Linked DNA regions of Ovis aries: regions 2 and 3 are each linked to region 1. Evidence: chromatin contacts called from public Hi-C data. All regions are on one chromosome and are shown on one strand. Each heading gives the region's core, a stretch centred on a gene start, on an enhancer-like site or on the middle of the called end of the contact. The rest is flanking DNA. Distances are from core to core; before and after follow the strand shown.

The links. Hi-C and Micro-C count contacts between places; a contact is called where the count stands out from the background.
Region 2: a contact with region 1 is called in a Hi-C map of liver, with 4 times the contacts expected there. The contact joins the enhancer-like site here to the promoter of SLC29A3 in region 1. A contact is called at or near these places in 3 of 16 Hi-C or Micro-C datasets (hypothalamus, liver and tail adipose tissue).
Region 3: a Hi-C map of hypothalamus shows a contact between it and region 1, with 7 times the contacts expected there. The contact joins the enhancer-like site here to the promoter of SLC29A3 in region 1. A contact is called at or near these places in 8 of 16 Hi-C or Micro-C datasets (blood, hypothalamus, liver and 4 more).

The regions. Positions count from the first base shown.
Region 1 is chr25:26,687,317-26,690,633 of ARS-UI_Ramb_v3.0, reverse strand. It overlaps SLC29A3 (solute carrier family 29 member 3), which reads right to left and starts at 1,837. Exons shown (of 6, transcript XM_042241187.2): 1 at 1,735-1,837. The coding sequence starts at 1,768.
Region 2 is chr25:27,198,945-27,202,261 of ARS-UI_Ramb_v3.0, reverse strand. PSAP (prosaposin) reads left to right here. Exons shown (of 14, transcript XM_060406597.1): 10 at 146-215; 11 at 301-458; 12 at 776-856; 13 at 1,146-1,253; 14 at 2,489-3,317. The coding sequence ends at 2,524. Among named protein-coding and RNA genes, the nearest start is that of PSAP, 31 kb to the left of the region's middle. Within about 2 kb of position 1,616, at least 20 of the 54 cell types and tissues checked have an H3K27ac peak or open chromatin away from gene starts, as enhancers often do. A contact at or near this core is called in hypothalamus, liver and tail adipose tissue, where this site is marked.
Region 3 is chr25:26,977,680-26,980,996 of ARS-UI_Ramb_v3.0, reverse strand. All of the region lies in intron 9 of LOC132657144 (cadherin-23-like), which reads right to left. Among named protein-coding and RNA genes, the nearest start is that of C25H10orf105, 120 kb to the left of the region's middle. Within about 2 kb of position 1,861, at least 1 of the 54 cell types and tissues checked has an H3K27ac peak or open chromatin away from gene starts, as enhancers often do. A contact at or near this core is called in hypothalamus, where this site is marked.

The DNA.
Region 1 (3,317 bases), core at 588-3,087:
GTGGTCATGCACGCACACGTGTGCACACACACATACAGTTTCTATATTAGTGTTTAAAAATGTAAAAATTATGACCCACATAGGACAACAGACAATGGGCAAGCGGTCCTTTCCAGATGCTCAAACTCCAGGGGTAGGTGCCGGGGCTGACGTTCAGTCACTCAGGCCACACTCGGCTGGACTCCATTCTCAGCTCCAGGGGCCTATTTGTCCAGGACCATTCGGCCTTGACCAAGCTTCTGAAAGAGCCAGGAATTTTCTCTCACTCAGGTCACAGGCTGGGGCACTGGAGTGAGCAAAGTCTTATTACTCTTTATGAAAGCTAGCTGCTGGCTTTGGATTAAAAAAGAAGAAAGGCAAGGAAGAGTCCTGGCATCCCCGGGGCCGGGCTGGTGATGCCCTTGGGTGTGTTCCTCAGGCACCTGTAGAAATCCACAGGGCTCAGCCCTGCTCCTGTCCTGGTTGACTTGGGGCAAGGGGTAGACCCTGCTCAACGCATGGGGCCTGGGGCCACCGCAGACCATCTTCCAGGTCTGGGCGCTGGTTCCCAGGAAGTTTTTGACTGACTCTTAAGTCAATCTCGCCTTTGTGCCTCGATTTCCTCACCTGTGAAATGGGGGCAAGGGGCTGGGGAGGCTCCCCTATGGGAAAGCACTGTAGGAAACACAGGGCGCCAGGCAGAGGCCACGGCAGAATTTGCCTTGAGGTCGGGGACACTCAGGCGCCCCAATTTGGGCTCTCAGCCACCTTCTGGATACTTTGGGCTAACTTGTCCATACCCAGGCTCCCCGCATCCAAACGGTGAGGTCCGATCTCAGGAAGTTCATGAGGGGGCGGGAAGAGAATCTGGAGAACGCAGACCCAGGAGGAGGGAACGTGAGAGGAAAGTGAGAGGCGAGAGCAAGGAAGGAAGGGAATGGACGCCGGGGAAGGGGGGTCACAGCGAGAGGCGTCGCACCGAGCTGGAGGCTGGGTCGGGGTTCTGAGGCTCCAGGGGAGCACCCCCGGGAGGGCCGCGGGGTTGGGGAGGGGGGAGGCCGCCCCCAGGGAGAGCCCGGGGAGCCACCAGGAGCCTGAAGAGCTGGGCTGGGGCCAGGCCCGCGCCCGACCGCCGGCCCGCACTTACTGTCGCCGTCGCTCGCCGCCACCGCCGCTGCCTCCCCGGCTGCCGCGGCCACTGCGACTCGGGGCTCGGCCGGCCCTGAGGCCGGGCTCCGCCTCCAGGCCCCGCCCCCTGCCTGCCCCACCCCCGCCGGCGCTTCCGGGTTTGCAAACGGGTCTCCTTTCGCGGCTCCGCGCGCAGTTACGCGAGCGGCATGCTGTGGGCACGCGCCCATTTCACAGGTGGAGGGAGTGAGGCGCCGGCCGCCAGGTGCACCGCCCAGGCTAGCGCGCAAGTGCGCAGTGAGTCTTCTCCCGGTGCTTCCGCCGCTGCTTCCCCACCGTGGAGCCCGACCACCCCGTCAGCTCCCAGAGCCCTGCTCCCCAGGACCCGAAGAGCTCTGCACCCGCCGCACCCCCGCCCCCGCCCAGGCAGCGGCGGAGTCTCACCTGCACCTCTCTGATCCCCTACTGTTCCCCGCACCCGCGGGAACCCTCCCGGGAGCCAGCGCCTTCCAGAAGCTCACTAGCTGAGGCAGAGAAGTAGCTAGTCCTCAGGACCACTCCGACCCTATCAGGCCCTCCCACCGGCCGCCAGAACTTCCTGTCTAAATTACCGCCCAAGGCAGTCACCTTCTCTCTGCTTTGACCGGACGTCTACGCTCATTATTGTCACATGCCCGGAGGGGCCGGAGTTGTCCTGTGCCCCTCTCACGGACCTGAGAAAGCTGGGCTTGTGGGAAGCCCCGACGGAAGTGTGATGTAACGCTAGCTCTGTCTGGTTCTAAAACTGTTGAGAGTCCCCTGACCCCACTGCGGTGGGTCAGCGCTGGGTGCTCTCAGGGCCACGGGGAGGTGGCAGCCTTGTTTCATGGTGAGGCTGGCAGAACACTGTGCGTCCTTCATTAAGCAGACCTACTATGTGCCAGGCCCTGCAGTGGGGCCTGTGGTGTGTTAGGATCAGAAATATCTTTGATCTGGTCCCTGGTTCCTGATAGAATGTTTCTAAAACCCATAGAATTTCCTGAGTGATGGGGGTGATTTTTTTTGTTATTCAAGCCCATTTAAGCCACACCTGAATTTATGTTAATGAGGTGGGCTTGGTGGGCCCCAGATAACTTCTGGTTGAGGGCTGGTGGAACCCACCCTGGGGATTAGAAGGTTGGAACTTTCAGCTCCATGCCCTGCCTCCAGGGAGGGGAGAGGAGCTGGTGATGACCTAACCATCCATGACCAATGAGTTAATTAACCATGCCTACATAATGAACCTCCATAAAACCCCTAAATGGTCAAGTTCAGAGAGCTTCTGGTTTGGCAAACACATCCACCTTCAGGGAGGGTGGCACACCCCAACTCCATGGGGACAGAAACTTGGGACCTGGTACCTTATTCATTTTGTATCCTTTATATAAAATAAACCAATGATGGTAAGTTTTTTCCTGAATTCTGTAGGCCATCCTAGCAAATTATTGAAACCGGAGGGAGTGTGTGGGAACCCCTGATTTTGTCACCAAGTTGGACAAAAGTTTGGGCACCCTGGGTACTCTATACCTATGGCTGGAGTCTGAAGTTGAAGTAGGGGCAGCCTTGTGGGACCCTTCAATGTGTAGGATCTGTGGCTCCAGATAGTGTCAGAATTGAATTGTTGGATCCCCAGCTGGTGTCCAGAGAGTTGGAGAATTTGTTGGAGTATACATGTAAAAAAGAAACCCACCACATCTGTTGTCAGAAGTGTTGAGAGAGTAAAAACAGTGCGAAGACCCAAGGGTGGAAAGGGCTGGGGTCTTGCTTGGGAGGAGCTTGCACTCTCCCCGGGGGACAGGCCAGAAGGGGCAGAGGACATCAGAAGCCCTGCAACCTACAGCCGACTTGAGGGCAGACCGATTTCAGGACCAAGGGGATGGGAATACGTGGGCAGGCCACAGTGATTGGTTTGGCCGGATGTTGTGGACTGGCTGTGGAGGCCCCTTTTGATAGGTGGTGCTAGAGGTAAGAACCCGCCTGCCAACGCAGGAGACTCGGGTTCGATCCCTGGGTTGGGAAGATCCCCTGGAGGAGGGCATGGCGACTCATTCTAGTATTCTTGCCTGAAGAATTTAATGGACAGAGGAGCCTGGTGGACTACAGTCCATAGGGTCGCAAAGAGTCGGACATGACTGAAGTGACTTAGCAGGCATGCACGGGAATGGAAGCAACACTTTCCTGCCTGAGGGCCA
Region 2 (3,317 bases), core at 367-2,866, 510 kb before region 1:
TTTTCACTGAGCCTCTCTCGTGTTTCAGGAAGAGATAATTCACGCTTTGGACAAAGTGTGCTCGAAGCTGCCCACGTCCTTAGCTGAGCAGTGCCAGGAGGTGGTGGACACCTACGGCAGTGCCATCTTGTCGATCCTACTGCAGGAGGCGAGCCCTGAGCTGGTGTGCAGCATGCTGCACCTCTGCTCCAGCCAGGGGCTGCCGGCCGCGACGGGTGAGCCCCGGGGCGGGTGGGGCTGGCCAGCCCTCCTGGGTGAGGCGGGGCCTCGCCGGCTCTGAGCCTGGGCTCTCTCGTGTAGTCCGCGTGATGCCGAGGAAGGACGGTGGCTTCTGCGAGGTGTGCAAGAAGCTCGTGGGCTATTTGGACCGCAACCTGGAGAAGAACAGCACCAAGGAGCAGATCCTGGCTGCCCTCGAGAAAGGCTGCAGCTTCCTGCCGGACCAGTACCGGAAGCAGGTACGCCGTGGGCTGCTTTCAGCCCAAACGTCAGCACCTGCTGGGGGAGTGTAGGAGCTGAGCGCTCACTGACTGTACCTCTGGGTGAAGTTTTGCCATTTCTGCCTCTGGCATGGAGTCCACTGAGGTTTTCTTAAAGGTGCTCTGTTGGCTCCAGTGGAGCCACCGGGAGGAAAATGAGCAGGTGTGGGTCGGTAGTTCACCTGGGCAGGGAGGCTGGCAGGGCCAGGAGTTGTGGCAGAAGAGCCTGTCGAGTGCCCCTCGCCTGCCCACGCTCTGCTTACACTCACCCAGACCCACTGCCGTTTCCCTAACAGTGTGACCAGTTTGTGACGGAGTATGAGCCGGTGCTGATAGAAATCCTGGTGGAGGTGATGGACCCTTCCTTCGTGTGCTTGGTAAGTCGTGTGCTAGGCTGGTAGTTTCCTGGGCAGTGCCACCTGGCAGGGGAGTGCTGTGTGGACCCTGGAAGGGTTCCTCTCAGATCTGGGGCTGGAGGCAGAGTCTGGGGACAGTATGTGAGAGAACCAGGCTTCCAGGTCTCACCACTTTACCGAGCAGCCTTGCCTTTTTGGGAAAGTGCTTATTAGAGCTCTGATTCTAGTTGCTCCTAGCAGCTGATCATCTCAGTTTTGAAAAGGATTATCTGAGCAGACCTAATACTTTCTGCTCCTCTTGACCATATAGAAGATTGGAGCCTGCCCAGCAGCCCGCAAGCCGCTTTTGGGAACTGAGAAGTGTGTCTGGGGCCCGAGCTACTGGTGCCAGGACATGGAGTCGGCAGCCCTGTGCAACGTGAGTGACTGCTCTGTGGGCGTGCCTGCCAGGCCCGTGCCTGCCAGGCCCGTGCCTGCGCTCCGGCGGAGCGTGTGGCGCCGAGGGGAGGGAGGCTCTGCTCTAGCAGGCGCCTCGGCGCTCAGCTCTCTACTTTGTCTTTGGGGTTAGGATGGGGGCACAGTAAGGCTTACGTGCGGTCACCAGCAAAGGAGGGCTCCCTGCGCGCTCGTCTCTGAGGAGCGATGGGTGGCGGGGGATGGTCTCCAGTGCTCTTTGCTTCTGCTTTCTTGCTTTTGCCTTCGGTTCCCTTGTGACAGGGTCGGGTTCATAGGAAGTCGGTCACCCGAGGGATTGCACAAGGCCTGCTGGATTCTTGCACAAGGCCTCGTGTCCCTTGGCTCCCTCTTGCCCTGACTGGAGCCTGGCCTGGTTCTTCACCAGGGCCCGGCAGAGCTCTTCTCGACCCACCCTGGGCGCTGGCTCCCAGCTGGGCAGCCACTCCTGGGTGACTCGGGCTGCTTTCCTGGGTGGGGACGTGTGTCTCAACTTCTGTTACCTGGTGTTTCTTTGCACAACTTTCTCTTCCTCATGGGGATTCTTTCAGTGAGCCAGTGTTGGGGGCGTTGCATCACCTTGGACCACGGCGGGGAGCGTGTGAGGCCCCCCCACCTCAAGCCCCTTGCCCCAGTCCCCTGCCTTGGCAGCAGTCAGCGGTGGAGTAGGATCCCCTGCTCTCCTGGGTACCTGGGCCAATTCTGAGCTGGTGTGAGCGCTGACTGTTGGCTGAGGAGTTTTGCCTTGGAGCCCTCTGTGCAGTCAGAGGGAGGAGTCCTGGCCCTACCTGCAGGGGCGCTGTTCACCCACTGTTCTGAACTCTTACCTTATGAGTCTTAGAACCCCACCACATACTATGCCTGGGTTTAAGGGAGATAATGACCTGGGTTTTCAGCATGTGGTGCCCTCCGGCTGATCTGGGCCAGGGTATCGGGTCCCCTTTCTAGGTGGAAGTCGGTCTTCTGAGTCTGTCCCTGTGTGCGGTTATGCAGAGGAGAGGGGCCTCTGGCTGGGGGTGTGAGCCGAAGCCTCCGGACAGAGGTGGTCCGTCCTCCTAGCTGGGCTTTGGGTGCTGAGGCCTCTGCCTACTCTAACGAAGAAGTAGAGTCACCATCCCCTTTTGCGGGCCTGCTGGGTGCTAAGGGGCTGCGGGTGGAGTGTGTCAGCTGCAGACTAAACTGTCCCCTCTCTCCTGTCAGGCCGTTGAGCACTGCAAGCGTCACGTGTGGAACTAGAGGCACGTTCCATCCTGGAGAAGCTGCAGCGTCTTTCCCTGCTCGTGTGTCTGGGGAAACGAACACAGATCTGTTGACTTTGTTATAGAAATAGGACCCCTCTCCCTGAGTCCCTCTCTTCTCTCCCTCATTGTGGCATTGCTGTCGGTGGCATGCTGACGTCGCTGCTTCAGTGTCCCTTTCTCTCTGCTAGACAGATGCCGACATACACTGGAGGTCTTCTGAGTCTGTCCCTGCGTGCAGTTATGCGGAAGAGGGGGGGACTCTGGCTGGGGGCGTGAGCTGGAGCCTCCGGACAGAGGTGGTCCGTCCTCCTAGCTGGGCTTTGGGTGCTGAGGCTTCTGCCTACTCTAACGAAGAAGTAGAGTCACCATCCCCGTTTGCAGGCCTGCTGACTGCAAAACAAAGGCAGTTTTATATGACAGATGAGCGACTCTGAATAATGAGGCTTTTTAAACAATGTGGTTCTCACTGTAATAGAGCTGGTGGGGCGGGGCTTGCTATCGCTGGGTCAACCTTCAGTTCGGCTTTTTTGTCTTTGCTGATGGATGTGGTGGTTGGAGTTCTCTGATTCTGGGTGGGAGGGGAAAAAACCAGTTCACCTGAATGTACCCTGCTAGCTCTTTGTGGAGGTCCTGTGGGCCTGCTTGTGTGCGTGTGCGCCCCCTGGTGACGCCTTCTGCCTGCTCTTGTGTCCACCCTGCTCTGGGCAGGACAGCCCCTCCCCTGCGACCCCCATCTTGTAGATGTTCTTTTTGACCTGTCAATAAATGTGGATGACAAGCTCCTAAGC
Region 3 (3,317 bases), core at 612-3,111, 290 kb before region 1:
CCCCACCCAGGAGCCTTTGCCTAGAGCTTGTGCCCAGTGGTAGCACTGAAGCCAACACATTCTCTTACCAGCAGAGTCTCACAACCCAGGGCTCAGATGTATTAATACAAGGTGGCAGACTTGAGGCTAAGTCTGAGAACAAAACCCTCAGGTCTAGAGCGCATTGCCTTCAGGGTTCCAGGCTTGAGGTGGGCCCTCACTTCCTTGCTTCCCTCCCTTACTGCTCTTCTCCCATAATCCTTCCTCCCTGGGCAGGACGGAGGGTGGCGTGGGCTTGGCAACCATACACATGAGTTTCTTTGTTATTCTGGAAACTGACACTACCCTGTCAGTGCTCTGGTCTCCCAGACATTTTTCACCCAAGTCCCATGGGGACCAGGGGGCTGGAGGGGGGGCCGGCTCATGGGCGATGCCTTTCATCTGTTCAGCCCCCACTGCTGAGCAGAAGGGCAGCTGGTCCCCCTGGGTTGACAGGTGCTGTCCTAGGTGTGTGGGGATATACCTGGTAGGGGAGGGGAACTTGTGGGGAGTGGGACTGCACCTTGAGAACCCTAAGGCTTCAGGAACAGGTGGCTTAAAGCATTCACACAAGAGAAGAAGCGGGTCATTGCTGGCCCGGCTGGTTCTCCTGGGACAACCACCTCCCTCTAGGAGCTTCAGGCATTAAGACCTCTTCTGATTTGCAAGAGAGGTGTTGAGAAGATGTGAATCAAGTGCACAAAAGCACATAAGGCTGCTGAAGGCGAGTCACAGCCCTCTTTCCCCTATTTATTAAAAAAAAAAATAGTGGCTACAATTTATTGAACCCTTCCCTATGCCAGGCACTGAGCTAAGCTGTCTGCACAATTATATGACTCACTCTTCACAATAACTTTAGAAGAAGATATCCCACGTACGTATGAGGAAGCAGGCTCAGAGACGTTAAATAACTTGTCCAAGGTCACACGGCTGGTGAGTGGCTGGCCTGGACTGAGATTTATGTCTCTCTTTTTCTCCTTGCAGCCATTCATCCTGCACCCACTCTGCACCTGGCCCTGGGCTAAGGCACAAGGAACAGGGTGAGACAAGTAAGATATCGTCCTCCTTCACAGAATGAGGGGGTCAAAGAAGCTGCTTTTTTTCTCAAGAGGGAGTTCAAGTTGAAAAAAAAAAAAACTATACATTCTGGAAAGTTCTAGATAAATTCCTCATAAAATGACAGAGTTTTACATAGCAGCAGAATGTCCATGTGGTGATGGCCTCCAGGACAGGGGTTCCCAACCTCCAGGATCTAATGACAGATGACCTGAGGTGGAGCTGATGTAATAATAATGGAAGCGAAGTGCATAGTAAATGTGATGCACTCAGACTATCACGAAACTACCACTCTGGTCCCTGGGAAAGCTGTCTTCCATGAAACCAGTCCTTGGTGTCCCCAAAACAGGTTGGGGTCTGCTGCTCCAGGAACTGGAAGGGAGGGCTAACTGGGGACTGGAGTGGGAAGGCTGGGGTTGCCAGTGCACCGGTGATAATATACACAAGGCACTGGCAAGCCTGCCTTTAAGGAGACCTATGGCTCCAGTGAGAATGCACGGGAAAATGCAGATAAGCCATGCAATGGTCAGGCAGGCAAAGGAGAAAGCAGTATAGAGCCAGATGCCCAGAGGCAGAAGAAGGGAAGCTCTGAGAAAGAGATGGTTATCAGGGTCAAACAGTCTGAGAGGCAGGCTCAGGAGAGGAAAGATCCAGTGAAGGTCTCCTGCTTGGATCCTCAGATGCACCCGGAGGTCAGACTGTGCTGAGTGGGGCACAGACCTGGGGACCGTGAGTACAGATGCTGCTGCCTGGAGCTTGGTGTGAAACACAAGGAGGTGGACTGACGGCTAGAGGGCGCAGCAGAGTTAAGCAAAGGGCTTCTGTTTCATAGATGGTCAAAGGCCGAGGGAGAGGGAAACTGGCTTGGAGGGAGAACAAGTGGGGGTACAGGGTCAGGCTTGGAGGGCAGGAGGGCAGCTCTCTTTGGGCTGCTGGGAGCTCACCTTCTACCTCCTTGCTCCTTCAAGGCTGGCAAGCTCTCCCCTTCCCTGGGGACCCCTCCTCCTGGCCCCTGTCAAATCTCATCACTCCCACATCTTGTCCCCTTGTTATCTCGCTCGCAGCGTCTTGACCCTTGGCAGAGCTAGGTCTGGGCGAGAAGCAGTTTAGTGAGTGGCTGATGGCGCGTGTGGGAACACAGGCTGATGACTTTCAATTGCTTTGTCTGCTCCGCTGGGCTGATAGCAAGCACGCTTGCTGCCCTCTGAGTTATAAGGAAAACCAACAGCACCCACCTTGGTCCTGTCTGTTCTTAAGATCCACTACCAATGTCACCGGCTTCAGGAAGCCAGTCCTGAAGGCTGTGTCCTCTCTCACCCCACTGAGTCCCGGAGCTGGGCTGGCACCCTCAGAACAGCCCTGTGCTGTGGGGCCTCCCTGGTCCTCACATCCAGAGACTCAGTGTTGCCTCGGGGGTAAAGGGTAGGGTTTCATGCTTCTGTCCATGGTACCCAGAACGGTGCTCATTACCTATCTGTTGGATGGCCTGAAGTTTCTTGTCCCCTCTGCAGGGATTAGGAAGGGTCAGTGAGCACACACCAGGTGGGGTATGCTCTGGGTCGGGCCCGTGCTGGGTCATGAAGTTGAAAAAAAAAAGAAAAAAGCCACGCATATGAGGGACTCATGATCTAGCTGGTCTTTTGGGCCCAGTGGTCTTCTATCAGTCCACTCAAACACTAGTCCCTAAATGGATGAGGGGACCAGTGGGAGCCTGCCCCTCACCTGGCCTCTGACTCTGTCACCTGGCCCTCCCAGGAAAGTGAGCGGAACTGGGGTGTGAGGCCCCTACCCCCAGTGGCCCCTCCTTCAGCTGTGGTCTCTGCCTGGAGTCTGTTACGTCAACACCTGAGTGAAGACTACCTACTGTGTGTGAGCTCGCAGGATGCACAAGAGATCTAGGTGCCAACAACAGATCTGCCGGTTACTAGCTGTGAGACCCCCTGCAAATCGTGAATTCCCTTGAGCCAAATCCCTCATCTATAAAGTGTGCATAACAGCTCCCACCTCACAGGGTTATGTAAGGATCAGGTGTGATCATGTATGTACAGGACCTATTGTGGCGCCTGTCTTGGTTCCTGTTCCTTCTTTCCCTACTATGACTGTTTTCTGAATAGACCAAGTTAGCCCCAACCATGGCCCATCTTATGCAGAATGTGCCAGGAGAGGTTCTCTCCATAAAAGCCACCATATACTGTGCCTGGCACTGTGCAAAGTATACTGTATGTGTATATATACATATAAAT